Linked DNA regions of Rattus norvegicus: region 1 is linked to region 2. Evidence: chromatin contacts called from public Hi-C data. All regions are on one chromosome and are shown on one strand. Each heading gives the region's core, a stretch centred on a gene start, on an enhancer-like site or on the middle of the called end of the contact. The rest is flanking DNA. Distances are from core to core; before and after follow the strand shown. Region 1 has its middle 14 kb from the start of Rplp0l1. Region 2 holds the start of Rsbn1 (round spermatid basic protein 1).

The links. Hi-C and Micro-C count contacts between places; a contact is called where the count stands out from the background.
Region 1: a contact with region 2 is called in a Hi-C map of liver, with 3 times the contacts expected there. The contact joins the enhancer-like site here to the promoter of Rsbn1 in region 2. A contact is called at or near these places in 5 of 12 Hi-C or Micro-C datasets (the Rat2 cell line, Schwann cells, frontal cortex and 2 more).

Annotation. Positions count from the first base shown.
Region 1 is chr2:194,622,187-194,625,734 of GRCr8, forward strand. No RefSeq gene overlaps it. Among named protein-coding and RNA genes, the nearest start is that of Rplp0l1, 14 kb to the left of the region's middle. Within about 2 kb of position 2,180, at least 47 of the 93 cell types and tissues checked have an H3K27ac peak or open chromatin away from gene starts, as enhancers often do. A contact at or near this core is called in Schwann cells and liver, where this site is marked.
Region 2 is chr2:194,103,388-194,107,326 of GRCr8, forward strand. It overlaps Rsbn1 (round spermatid basic protein 1), which reads left to right and starts at 1,674. Exons shown (of 7, transcript NM_001191710.1): 1 at 1,674-2,711. The coding sequence starts at 2,009.

The DNA.
Region 1 (3,548 bases), core at 930-3,429, 520 kb after region 2:
ACTTGTGGAGGCGAACTTAGGAGGCAGAGGAAAGTGGGTTTCTGTGAGTTCGAGGCCATCCTTATCTACAGAGCAAGTTCTTGGACAGCCAGGGCTCTGTTACACAGAGAAAATTCAGTCTCAGAAAGGCAAAAAGAAGAAGAAGGAGGAGGAGGAGGAGAAGAGGAGGAGGAGGAGAAGGAGGAGGAGGAGGAAGAGGAGGAGGAGGAGGGGAAGGGGAAGAAGAAGAAGAAGAAGAAGAAGAAGAAGAAGAAGAAGAAGAAGAAGAAGAAGAAGAAGAAGAAGAAGAAGAAGAAGAAGAAGAAGAAGAAGAAGAGGAAGAAGAAGAAGAAGAAGAAGAAGAAGAAGAAGAAGAAGAAGAAGAAGAAGAAGAAGAAGAAGAAGAAGAAGAAGAAGAAGAAGAGCCTACCCCCGAAGGTCTGAAAATGTGGCTTAGTTGGTAAGAGTGCTTGCCTAGCACGCACAACATCCTGGGTTCAGTCCTCAGCACCACATAAAACAAGAGTGGTGAGTACACAGCTGGGATCTCTGTACTGGGAGGTGAAGGCGGGAAGATCAGTTCAAGGTCATCTTCAGCTATACAGTAAGTTCCCCACCAACTTGAGCTATAAAAGCCAGGACGGGGTGGGGGTGGGGGGAGGTGCGCATTCTGAAGACTGCTCTCCCCAGCCGTGCTTTTCTCCTATTCAGGCCTACACTCTACACGAAGGCCCAGCGAGCCGGCTGGTCTTGAGCCATAAAGAACAGTACCTAGGAGGCTATGAAGCAGACAATGAACTCCCCCACAGAACATGACTCCTGGGCAGGCAACTGGAGACCCAGAGCAGTGGCAAGGTTTTCCACCTGGCCTGAGCAACGGAACCCTAAGCCATCGGAAACGATGCTTCTGGCTGATAGCAAGCAGCCATGGTTTCTTCTCTCTACCCACCCCCTTTCTTTCAAGCTGATCACATTTCCTTGGTGATTTCCATGCTTGGTCAGAAGACTTAGGGGATAGCTTTGCATCCCACAGGATCTTGTCCAGATAAACTATTCTGCACTAATTAGTGGGATCATCTGAAAGGTCCCTTCCTTCCTGTCTGCAGTGAGTTTGCACTGAACAAGTGAGCCTGAGTACTGAGAAGAGAGCCTTTGAACTCCAGCTGGACCCCTGGAGAGGCTGAAGATGAAGATGTCAGTGCCTCTGTCAGAAAAACAACACAAAACCAGTCTGTTTCTAGTGGCTTCCTTTCCCACTTAGACCACGAGAACGTTGTAACTGAATGGGAGAAAGGCGGGAGTCTGGCAGCTGATCTGAGGAAATCTTACACAATTTTGATGAGGCCCCCACCCCACCCCTGGGTGAGTCGAACCAGTTCTCAAGTACCAGATAACTACGGAAAGACAGCTGAGGCATGGGGCAGGGGACTCAGTGGTAAAGCATGTGTGAGTGCACGCAAACATGAACACACACATGCACACATACATTTTTCTGTGTGTTAGCTCCTGAAATTTTAGTTAATATACTTATTATCATATCACCACTCAAACAGATGAGAAGCAGGCATAAAGAGGCAAAATGACCCCTGCAACACCAGCCAGCAAGTGAAAGACAGAGCTGGGGCTGGAACCCAGTTAGTCTGCCTAAGTCCCAAAAAGCCTGAAACGTGCACATTCAAACAAAACCCAAAGAAAGAGCGGGCCTGTGATCCAATGAGACCAGGATAGGTAATAGCTACAAGGACACTCCCACTCCAGGGCATTCTCAGTGTGACAGAAGGCTTTTGATAAGTAGAGTCATTGACCCTCTCTACCCCGTGCTTAAAACGAGACCTCAACCACCACTCATTCGGTTTTGTCCATATTGTCACATGTCCCCTTATAGACAGGTACTTCAGGGCCTAACCTGGAGATGGTTTATGGTGTCTGCCAGGCACCAAAACAGGTTTCTGCACGCTGTTCGTCTGCCTGCAGAAGTTAACTGCAACTGCTGTAACTAGTGCCTCGTGCAGCCTTGTGGGTGGTTCTAGTATCTGAGGCCCTGACCTCTAGAATAACAGTCTGCGAACCCACTGTTCCTCCAACCAGCTTCTCATCTGTAAATATTTCTTCATGCTGGAAATAGTTTCGAGCACTCCTCAGTGCCAAGCTCTCAAACCACCAAGTTGAATTCAATGTTTGCCCAAGCTGCTCAGTATTTGCTAGTGGTGACAGGCACCGGAAGGGACCTTCTCAAGGCTTAGAGTACAGGGATGGCCCCAACCTGCCCCTCCACCCTGGGAGTAGGAGCTGCAAATGAGATCACACTGGGAAATTGATTTGTAAAAAGCATAAGGTGAGAATGGGGTGTGGAGAGAGGAGGAGGGGATGAAGGAGAGGGAGAAGCAAAGAAGAGGGCTCTACAGCCTTGGATCAGAACGTATTGTCTTGAGACCTCTGAGGGCCAAGATGCGATCTCATCCTGGGCTGGGAGCCCAGAGCATGGAGTCCAGCCTCCGAGGACAAAGCCTGGAGCTCTGGCCTCTCCCTCAGGCCAAGCTGCCCTGGACTTCATCCTGGCAGAGGCCTAGAACTTTCGAGCCCTGCACCGCCCCGGAAAGATTTTGAGTTAGAGTCTGAGCCATGACAAAGGCCAGGCCTCTCCTCCATTGTGCAACCAAAGAAGCCGGATTTCCCGTGAATCCCCTTATGTAAGGGCATCCCTGAGCAATGGTGGCCTGGGTAGCGCCCTCTGCCTCCTTTCTCTGTGCTGAAGCGCCACCTGGAGGCCAGTTCTCGTTCAAACCGTTGTGTAGCAGACTCTTAAAATTAGCCTCCACATAGGAAAAAAAGAGATGCCTTGGAACAAAAAAGCACCTTTTGAAAGAACCTCAACGGTTTTTTCGCCTGCTCTTTTGCTATTGCTGATGGGATATTCAAGGGTTGAATGATGAGGCCTCTTAAAAAGACAGGATTTCTCCACGACTTAGAATTACAGTGATCTTGTAACTGCCTTTACATTCTAATATCTGGATCCGAAGAGCACACGTAAGGAGAAAACTGCAGTTCACCTTGCATCTCAGACTCCAACCTCTTCGTCCCCTACTGCAAGTTAGTCAGGTTCCACTAACTTGTGTAGAGTTTTGCTGTGCGGCGGCCCCTTCTCAGGAGAGCCGGGGTTCGGCAGAGCTTTTTGAATCAGCTGCCCGGCCCGGGCATGAACACACACCCTGGACTAATTGTTAACAAGTAGCTGGATGGACATACGAAGATGATTGCTTAAAATGAGCTCCAAGTTATTTTATTCTGAAGAAATTCTAAGCTAAAGGGACCCAGAAAATAGGGAATATCCAATATAAAGAAAAGGGGACGGGCTCCCGAACTGAGAAAGGTTTAGTTTTGCTTTCTTTGTTGTTTTGGTTTTTTGGTAAGGAAGCAAGTAACCAAGCAAACAAAATGAGCAAGCGAGCAAGCGAGAGAGAGAAGAGAGAAAGAGATTTCGTTTTCAGAGTTTTGTTCTTACTCTTTTGGTAGGTCAGCAGTTTAGCTACAAGGACAAAAGACCCTGATATCTCAAGCAATCCTTGTCA
Region 2 (3,939 bases), core at 424-2,923:
ATTTAATCTTAACTAACATTCTCTTTAAAATATTTTTACGTATACAAATGTTTTTGCCTGTATGTACGGATATACACCACCTATGTGTAGAGCTCATCGAGGCCAGAAGAGGGAGTCAAATCCCTTGAATTGGAATTACAGGTTGTGAGTTGCTATGTGAACTGAACCAGGGTCCTCTGCAAAAGTAGTGAAATGCACTTAATTAACCATCTGAGTCATCCCCGCATCCCTTCAACTAAATTTATGCATTGCCTTAATATTAAAAATAACTTAAAAAAATAGGTCTTGCTATGCAGCCCCAGGCTGACCTCAAACTAATGATCCTCCTACTTCAAGTTGCAGATCGCAGGTAGTCAGGTGTGCTCCACCATGACTGACTGAAGGTTTTATTTAAAAAACAAAACAACCCTACTCTGTGCTTGCAGCTTGCAGTACTGCTTGTGGAAATGACTGCTCCTGGATGTTATTTTTGTGTAAATGGAGTGCATTTCCTCTATCTTCCCAAATGTTGTGTAAAAGGAGGAAAGATGATTTTAAGACGATTTACAAAGAATGGCAGTGATCACTTTTGTATTGTTATAACGGGATGTTCAACTGTGTAGATGCTTAACCAGTTATTCAACTTACCAATTCTAGATAAGAATCAACAGCAGTTACTTTTTGTTGGCACCTTAAAATTATTTTAATTCTTTTTTGATAGTTTTCTTCATAGAAAAGGCCCTATATATAAACATGTGCAATTTATATTCACAACCATTAAAGGTACTGATGATTTGAAAATGTATTTTTGTATGAATATGGATTCTCCTAAATTATATTTTAAATCTAGTTTTGCACAGTAAATAAGTTAATGGATCTTTATTATTTTAAAGGGTTCACTTTACTTTCCCTATCAGTTTAATATTTTTACTTATAAAAATATAACCTAGCAACAGTGTTATTTGTGCTTTAATACTTTTTATTAGGAGACCCAATGCTAGGGCATATTGACCAGTATTGCTACTTGTTTATTGTAGTACAACGTATCCCCAGTAGGTGTTTAAAAACTTCTCTATTTTAAACGATAACTTTTATTGCAGAAGTTCACTCAGCCTAAGTTACTTCTCTGGGAACTAGTGGTGTTAAACCATAGCGGCTTTTATATGCCTAGTACATCATTGTAGCCAGTTATTTCCAAATATTTTTCTCAAGGACTTAAATGCAATTCTAGGTAAAAAGCTTAAGTAATGAAACTCAAAATGGATTTCTGAATAGACACCATCTCCTGGCGAACAGTGTCGGGTTGGCAGCGCTTTTCACATTTGCATATTTATATTTATGGCTTGAAAAAGTTAAAATTTTTGTTAACAATAGCTATATGTTCAACAAAAATGCTGAATTCTACGGTTCCAAGCATTGGAAAGTGACTCTGGAAAGGCGGAGCTGCTCAGGGAACTCCTAAGGCAATATTTGCACCTGCCTTGAGCCTGTAGTTGTTACCTCCGCAAAGCTATAGAAAAATGCCTCCCCCCTCCCCCTGAATAGCAGCTTTACAATACTGTACAGCGGAATCGTCGTTTTACATATTCCGAAATCCTTTTTCTCCTCGTTTGTCAAGAGTAAAGGCTGAAGATTCTTTTACCTCACAAAGGCTATGGGAGAAATACGAAATTGAAAAGTCACTATGGAAACCACCTCCGGGTAAGATGAAGGAGGAACACTGGAAGTGGAGCGTCTGAACACACCACCAGACTCTGAAAGCTATTAACATTGTTTGGGCCGTTAGGGCGGTTGGCGGCAACTCGCCGGCGGGCGGCAGTTGCGTCGCACCCCGAAGCGTGCCTTGGCGCACGCTCCCCTCCGCTCCTCCACTCAGAGAGCGGGGTGGGGGAGCGGGGGAGGGGGGGCGGGGAAACCCAGAGGGCGCTGGAACTACAACTCCCGCAAGGCTTTGCGCGCCCAGGGTGCCTTACAATAGAAGCTCGGTTGGCGAGGTCTGCGGAGAGGTGCCGGAACTGCCGTTTCCGGCATGTTCAGGTCTACGAGAACGACCGATCAGTGGAGGGCGGGGGAGAGACTCCAATGCCCAGCGGGCCATGCGCGGGCGGCGCTTGCGCGAACCGCGGACGGGGGGGCGGTCGGGCCATTTAAATGTGTGTTTGTGGGTGAAATGGCTGCGCAGGTCGGAGCGGTTCGCGTAGTACGGGCGGTGGCGGCGCAGGAGGAGCCGGACAAAGAGGGGAAGGAGAAACCCCATGTTGGGGTTTCGCCGCGGGGAGTGAAGCGGCAGCGCCGGGTGAGCAGCGGGGGTTCTCAGGAGAAGCGGGGGCGGCCGAGCCAGGACCCCCCTCTCGCTCCCCCTCATCGGCGGCGTCGTAGCCGCCAACATCCCGGGCCGCTGCCTCCAACGAATGCCGCCCCAACCGTCCCGGGCCCTGTTGAACCTCTGCTCCTGCCGCCGCCGCCGCCTCCGTCGCTGGCACCGGCCGGGCCCGCTGTCGCTGCCCCGCTCCCGGCCCCAGGCACCTCGGCCCTCTTCACCTTCTCGCCCCTGACGGTGAGCGCGGCCGGGCCCAAGCATAAGGGCCACAAGGAGAGGCACAAGCACCATCACCACCGCGGCTCCGATGGTGACCCCGTCGCCTGCGTTCCGGGCGATCTCAAGCACAAGGACAAGCAGGAAAACGGCGAGAGGAGCGGAGGGGTGCCTCTGATGAAGGCCCCCAAGAGAGGTGAGAGCATGCGAACCGCTGGGGCTCGGGCTGTAGGTCTCAGCGCCCATATCCCGCTCCTTTAGGACTGAAAGGCGCCGCTCTACTCCCCTGAGCCCACTGAAGTGGACTCCGGATTGCAGGCGGTTGCCACAGTTTGACCTACTTGAGGCTTCTCTCTGAGGCCGAGCTGTCAGTTTCCATCCCTGTTTGCAGTCCCCCGGAGCCTTTGCAACATTTATTTTCAAATTCGGCAGGGTTTCCGCGCCGCGCGGTGCTTGGCATCGGATTAGTAGGTGGGGTACTAAAACCTGCCTTTCTGAAGTAAAGTGCTTGTCACTGAAAGTCCCTTCTTATTCTCTTTCTTGGAAATCTTTAGTTTTTCTCATTCCCGGCACCAACGTATTTGCAGGTTTGACTCTGAATTTGAATTCTCAAAGAGGTTACACAACTCACTGGTTGCCTTAGCTTCGGCGAGGTTAAGAAAATCATTTACGGTGTTTCTTTTTCAGCTAGACGTGGTAAAAAAAAATTTTTTTTTTTTAATACTAGCCCTTTTAATCGTCAGTATGGTGTAGGATTAGTTCGAGGAAGGTTTTATCACCCTTTGAATCCTAGGACGTAGACCAACCATATCTCTGAAGGAAAGGAAGCGTGCAGTAGGATGTAGATGCAGATTCTAGTTCCATTTCATTATACCAGAGCACTGTTTGAGAATCTCTGCAATTCCAGCAGTCTTTAAAGGTATTTTACATAGAAAAGGTAGTACTAATTAAATGTGCTTTTGAGAGGAATTAGAATGGCCAAAATCGGTGTCCTCTATTGCCAGATACTTGTAGCATGTATTTTTATTCTTTATCGAAGAAATGAAGTATGCTTCTGGTTATGCCGTATTTATACTTTGTATATATTTATAACTTGAAGTATTCCTAATCTCAGTAATACACAAACACATTAGTATGTGTTTGAATCCTGGGTCATTCCAATTATTAACATGTTAGTGAAAAACTTATCTTTGAATCTAAAATTTTGAGTGTCTTGGATTCTTCCCATATATTTAGTCATAGTGCTAACCAGTTTGTGTGTGAGTGTGTGTGTGCGTTGTGTGTGCGTGTTCTTAGGTGCAAATAATAGGCTTTCATTTTTCCACTGGACAGACTGCATCTATATTTTTCATTGATGGCATCCAGACACCATCTTTATGAGTATAACTGTGGCAAACTGACTGGTGTGCCAGTTTCCAAAATAA